2 separate regions of the Bos taurus genome follow, and region 2 is linked to region 1. Evidence: chromatin contacts called from public Hi-C data. All regions are on one chromosome and are shown on one strand. The core of a region is the stretch at or near the end of the contact, and the rest is flanking DNA. Distances in the headings are between cores, read along the strand shown.

Region 1 (3,006 bases), core at 442-2,941:
TTTTTCGTTAGTTCATTTCCTCACACTTTGTCTATTTATTTTTAACCAGTAGGGTGTTCGAGCTTACCAGCATTTGAGAACAAGATACTTTTCCATGAAAATAATTAATAAGAGCTAAGGTATTCTGATGCTTATTTCTGTTTTTTCAAAACTTAATTTTCCTGTCAAAACCCTTTCAAGCTTCTTTATGCACAATGCTGCTTTGAAAGCTTTATCATTATTTATTTGGATACACTGTTTAAAACATTTTTTACTTTAAGGAATCAAACAGTAATGATTAAAAATAAAAATTTTTTTTAAACAAAAAAGTTTAAGGAACATAAGGACCTGAAAATTGCTATTAAAACCTGAAAATTCAGGTCTCTTTATTTTCTGATGGGTCCTAATGCCAAGAATCTGGAGAAGGCAATGGCACCCTACTCCAGTACTCTTGCCTGGAAAATCCCATGGACGGAGGAGCCTGGTAGGCTGCAGTCCATGGGGTCGCCAGGAGTTGGACACGACTGAGCGACTCCATTTTCACTTTTTACTTTCATGCATTGGAGAAGGAAATGGCAACCCACTCCAGTGTTCTTGCCTGGAGAATCCCAGGGACGGGGAAGCCTGGTGGGCTGCCGTCTATGGGGTCACACAGAGTCAGACACAACTGAAGTGACTTAGCATAGCATAGCAATGCCAAGAATCACTGTCTTCACCCCTCTTGTGTGTGACCACCCTCGTCAAGAGACCATATAGATCACTAGGCAGGTCGCCCCAGCCACCCCACACTCAGAGGTTCTCTCACCAGAAATTCACTACTCTCACTCTGAAAACTCCGACAGCCACGGAGAGGCAGGAAGAGCAAAAACAACTGGTCACAGAAAACTGCTATCTTATTTTTTTCACTGTTAGCAGCATTTTTAAGTTTTCTTTCTATTCTGGCATCACTCTAGTAACATATTCTCCAAGAAAATCATCTATTTGACCCACATTTTCAAATTTATTTGCAGAGAATTTTGCAATGTATAAATCACTTCATCTCCTCTATATTTCTTACTTTCTAGCTTCATTTGTGCTTTCTTCACCTATTACTTTTGCAGGTAAAATACATGTCTACATATTTTTTTAAATTGTTGTTCCCCTAGAGAACTAGCTTAGACTTATCAATCATTTCTTTTTTTCTTAATTTTCTAATTTACTGAGGTCTAGTTTGATAATTATTCTTTCCTTCTGCTTTCCTTTATTCTGTTGTATTTCCAGTTTCTTGACTTGTATGCTTCATTTGTTTTTCACTCTTTGATCATAGTCCACAAATTTTGATATGTGACTATGTCAGGAATAGTGTTGGTTCCTAATGAACAGATGCCAAATAGCAACTTAAGAATTAGGATATTTTCCCCCCCAGAGATAGGAAGTTCAGAGCTGGAATAGATGCCAGGATATTTCTGAGGAATACCTCTTTTATCTTTCTACTCATCTACTTTTAACATGTATTAGACAACTTATAATTACAAGATAGCTGATCCAGCATCACACACACAAGTTTATTAGGCCATATGCGTCAACCTTTTTAAAGAGCTTTCTTGGAGGGCTCACCCACCAGTAATCCCTTGCACCTTATTGGTGAGAACTTAATCATGGATGGGGATGAGGATGACTTGTAGGTCATCCCCACCTACAAGAAAGGATTGGGAAATAGGATGTTGTCTTTTTTTTTTTTTAAGCTGGTCATTGACACTCTCAAAGTCAATGTTCTGTTGGTAAAAAGAGGAGAATGGACATTGGGAAGGCAGCCAGTAGTTTCCACCATGGAAATGTTTCTATTATTATTTTCTAGATAGTTTCAATTCGTGGTTTTGATTTATTTGACAAAAAAGTTGTTTTTGAGGAAGTTTTTGCATATCCGGTATGTTTGCTGTGTTGTTTTGGCTTGGGGAATCTTTATCTATGTTGTTAAGTTATATTTGCACTGCACTATGGTCAGAAAATGAAGTCACCGTAGTTCCCTCTGCCTTCCACTGGTTAGGACTGCAGTGCTGAGAGCACAGGTTCAGTCCCCAGCTGGGGAACTAAGATCTGCAAACTGCATGGAGCAGCCAAAAACACAAAGTGAAGTCACTATTATTTCTTTCTTTTTAAATGTATTGAGATTTCTTTTGTAGGCAAATACACAGATAATTTAATTTTTGTCACTGTTTAATTGGTGCTGGATGTGGTTTCTATTTTAAGCAATGGCATAGGCTTCCCAGGTGGCACTAGTGGTAAAGAACCTACCTGCCAATGCAATATATACCCATTTAATATACCCTTACCAATGATTTAGTTCAATTACACCACATGCGTTCACGCTTCGTCACTCAGTCGTGTCCAACTTTTTGCAATCCTTTTGGACTGTAGCCTGCCAGGCTCCTCTGTCCATGGGATTTTTCAGGTGAGAATACTGGAGTGGGTTGCCATTTCCTCTTCCAGGGTATCTTCTCAACCCAGGGATCAAATCTGGGTCTCCTGCATCATAGGTGGATTCTTTACCTGCTGAGCCATCGGGGAAGCCATCCACATTTGTCTCTCTGATTTGTCTCGGGCCTTCCTGGATATATCTGTCTCTTACCACTAGCTTAGCACCATCAGTTTGCTTGATGGTTATTTTAAATGTAAATCACGTTAGATATCACCTGTCATTTAACAGATAGGAACAGCTTGGATACACGTACCTGCAGTGTTCATCATCTCACTGATTGCAATGAGTTTATAATGTCTACTTGCATTTTCAGAGTGATATTACTAACATTTTAAATAATTTAATTTTTAACCAACGTAAAATAAGATATAATGAAAACCTGTACTTTTCAGTTTCCTATCCCCAATCCTGATCACATTCCTCAGAGGAAACCAATTGCAAATTGTAGCTCTTTCTCCTCCATGTTGCTGACTAAAATACCTAGCTGTGATTTCTTAACCTATCATTTTTACATATTGTAGATCACACACACACATACAACACATGAATTTCTCATTCTGTTAGCTTCC
Region 2 (2,848 bases), core at 269-2,768, 59 kb after region 1:
TTTCTTCCTTTTAATCTGAAATCCTTTCCAAACAGGACAAGTCAAACTATCACTTAGTTTCCCTGAATAAGACAACCCTACTGACTCTTGCAAGGACTTCATGACTTTAATCCCTATACTCCCATCTCCTTGGCAGAAAGTGGACTAGCAGTATTTTCTGTTAACAGAGGGGCAGAAGCAAAGGGAACTCCAGAAAAAGGCACCATCTGCAGTTTAAAGTTGGAAAGCACCAACCCACAGGCTCCTCAGGTAGAGGGTGGTTTACAGAAGACGGAATCAAGAGCAGCTGAGAAGACCTCCTCTAGTAGTGCAAGGAGAAGGCAATGGCACCCCACTCCAGTACTCTTGCCTGGAAAATCCCATGAACGGAGGAGCCTGGTAGGCTGCAGTCCATGAGGTCGCTAAGAGTCGGACACGATTGAGCGACTTTACTTTGACTTCTCACTTTCATGCACTGGAGAAGGAAATGGCAACCCACTCCAGAATTCTTGCCTAGAGAATCCCAGGGACGGGGGAGCCTAGTGGGCTGCAGTCTATGCGGTCGCACAGAGCCGGACACGACTGAAGCGACTTAGCAGCAGCAGTAGCAGCAGCAGTAGTAGTGCAAAAAGCACGCCCCCAAAGCACATTAGAATCACCTGGCGTTTTAAACGCCATTGTTCAGGCTGCGCCCCAGCTCAGGATCTCTAGAGGTGGGAGAGAGCCACAGCAGTTTTCCAAAACTCTCCAGATGTGCAGCCAACTTTGAGAACAAATACCCCAAAGAACTCCCAACGTGTTTTGAACAGTGCGTTGCGAGCAGCGTTGGAAAGGTACGGCAGCCTTGGGGTGAAGGGGTATACACCGAGTAAATATACAAACTTTTAAAAATCCTGTGTAACTAACTCCAGCATGACAGCCAAGCACCTGTGAAGAGGCCAAACAGTGATGCAACTTGGAAAAGTCCCTTGGAAAGCTAGGGTATGTGCTGTACGCGAAGCGGGGGCTTTCAGGACGACCTGCCTGGACCGGGAACGTCAGGGAGAGGGAGACGCCCACCCGCCCTTTCTTTTCGAGAGATGGTTGGGACCAGCACGCCCCGAAATAAAGGAAAAACAGGGTCGGACAGGGACAGAGGTGCTCGTTTGGGTCCGGGAGGAATCCTAGCTCACTCGCAGCTGTCACTCAAGACCGAGGGTCGAGGCAGGGGGTGCTAAGGCTGCCAGGCGCCCTTCGCTGCATGGCGGTTCCGGAGCCTCTCCCTCGCCCGGGGCCCCAACGCGGGGCCCCCAGGAACCGGACCGTCTGTGCTGCACGCCTCCCAGCCAGGCGCGCGCGCGGGAGCCTGGAGCGCACCTTCCAGCCCCAAGGGAGACGCTGCACAAAGTGCGCGGCGGGGGGGCTCTGACGGCCTACCTGAGCCGCTCCGGGTCCCGCCGCCCACGGCGACCCCTTGGCCCCTGATCCCCGCACCCGCTCTCGGCTCACTTACCGCTGCCTACCGGGTCCCGCTCCGGCCGCCTACAGCACAGCCCAGCTCGAGTGCAGAGTCCGCGGCGCCGCCTAGAGGCCGGGCGAGCCCGGGCCCCGCCCCACACGCCTGCCCGCCCCCGGGGAGGAGGGGCCGGCGCCCCCTTGCCCCATTCCCGGCTGGTCCGTTGCGGACTCTGCAGCCGCCAGGCGCGCCCTCCCGGCCCTCCCGCTTCCCCTTGAGCCGCCCGGGCCCTCGGGACACGTCTCCCCGCACCCCGACACCGCCCCTCCTCGGCTCTGCCCGGAACGCGCCCGCCCCTCCGCCAGCACCTCTTCCCCACCCCACCCCGTCGGGCCTCACACTCCTCTCCAACAACGCTTTCTCCTCACCCTTCCCCGGATCGGAATGTCCCCCCACCTCCCCTCCGCCTTCCCCCGTACTTTTCGCCTTGAGCTTCGGCCGTTCCAAATTCCTGGGAGCCTTGCCTGTTTCGCACCCCCGATTCCCCTTCTGTCCCTTGCCCACGGCCCCTTTTCTCCCTACCCTTCCAGGCAGCCTTTTCCTCCCCGACCTAGTCGGAAACTTTAATGTATAACTTTTCTCCTACCACAACCAAATCTACAAGTATTTGCTGAGCACCTATTAAGTCTAGAAATACTGATGGAGAGGTCGCCAAGAATAAATGCCCGTCCCTGTTAGAGAGGCCACACAGCTGACAGCAGTAGAACTGGGATTAACAGTCAGATTTCTGGTGCGTTGTTGAGGCCCGTTCCATGGGAAACTGCAGAATGACGCTAACCAGCTGTGGGAGTTTGAGCAAAAACCGTTTTCTCATCTGTGAAATAGGAGGATACCCACTCCACCATGTTGTGAAGATTACCTAAGAAAACAGATATGGAATAGCATACCACCTGTGCTTAATAAGTAATGTATGTTGACATATGGAATGAAATAAACACTTTAAAATTCAATAAATAATAAAACTTTAAAAGTAATAGTGAATGCAAGAAAACACTTGCAAATCATATCTGATAAGGAATCAACATAAAATATATAAAGAATTCATACAACTCTGTAGCAAAAATACAAACAATCTGATTTTTAAATGGGCAGAGAATCTGAATAGACATTTTTCCATAGAAGATGTACAGATGGTTGACAGGGAGGTGAAAAGGTATTCAACATCACCAACCATCAGGGAAATGCAAATCAAAACCACAATGAGTTATCACCTCACATCTGTTCCGAATAGGTGTGAAAAGGATAAGAGATAACAAGTATAGGTAAGGATATGGGGATGTAAGTTGGTGCCACCACTATGGAAAACAGTATGAAGATTCCCCCTAAATTAAAAATTGAACTACCATAAAATCCAACAATTCCACTTCTAGGTAT

Evidence for each region. A called contact is a pair of places that touch in the nucleus more often than the background predicts.
Region 2: a contact with region 1 is called in a Hi-C map of liver, with 2.3 times the contacts expected there. The contact joins the promoter of CGNL1 here to the enhancer-like site in region 1. A contact is called at or near these places in 2 of 11 Hi-C or Micro-C datasets (liver and skeletal muscle).

What each region holds. Positions count from the first base shown.
Region 1 is chr10:52,876,475-52,879,480 of ARS-UCD2.0, forward strand. All of the region lies in intron 2 of CGNL1 (cingulin like 1), which reads right to left. Among named protein-coding and RNA genes, the nearest start is that of CGNL1, 59 kb to the right of the region's middle. Within about 2 kb of position 1,692, at least 1 of the 102 cell types and tissues checked has an H3K27ac peak or open chromatin away from gene starts, as enhancers often do. A contact at or near this core is called in liver, where this site is marked.
Region 2 is chr10:52,935,293-52,938,140 of ARS-UCD2.0, forward strand. CGNL1 (cingulin like 1) reads right to left here and starts at 1,519. Exons shown (of 20, transcript XM_010809305.4): 1 at 1,472-1,519.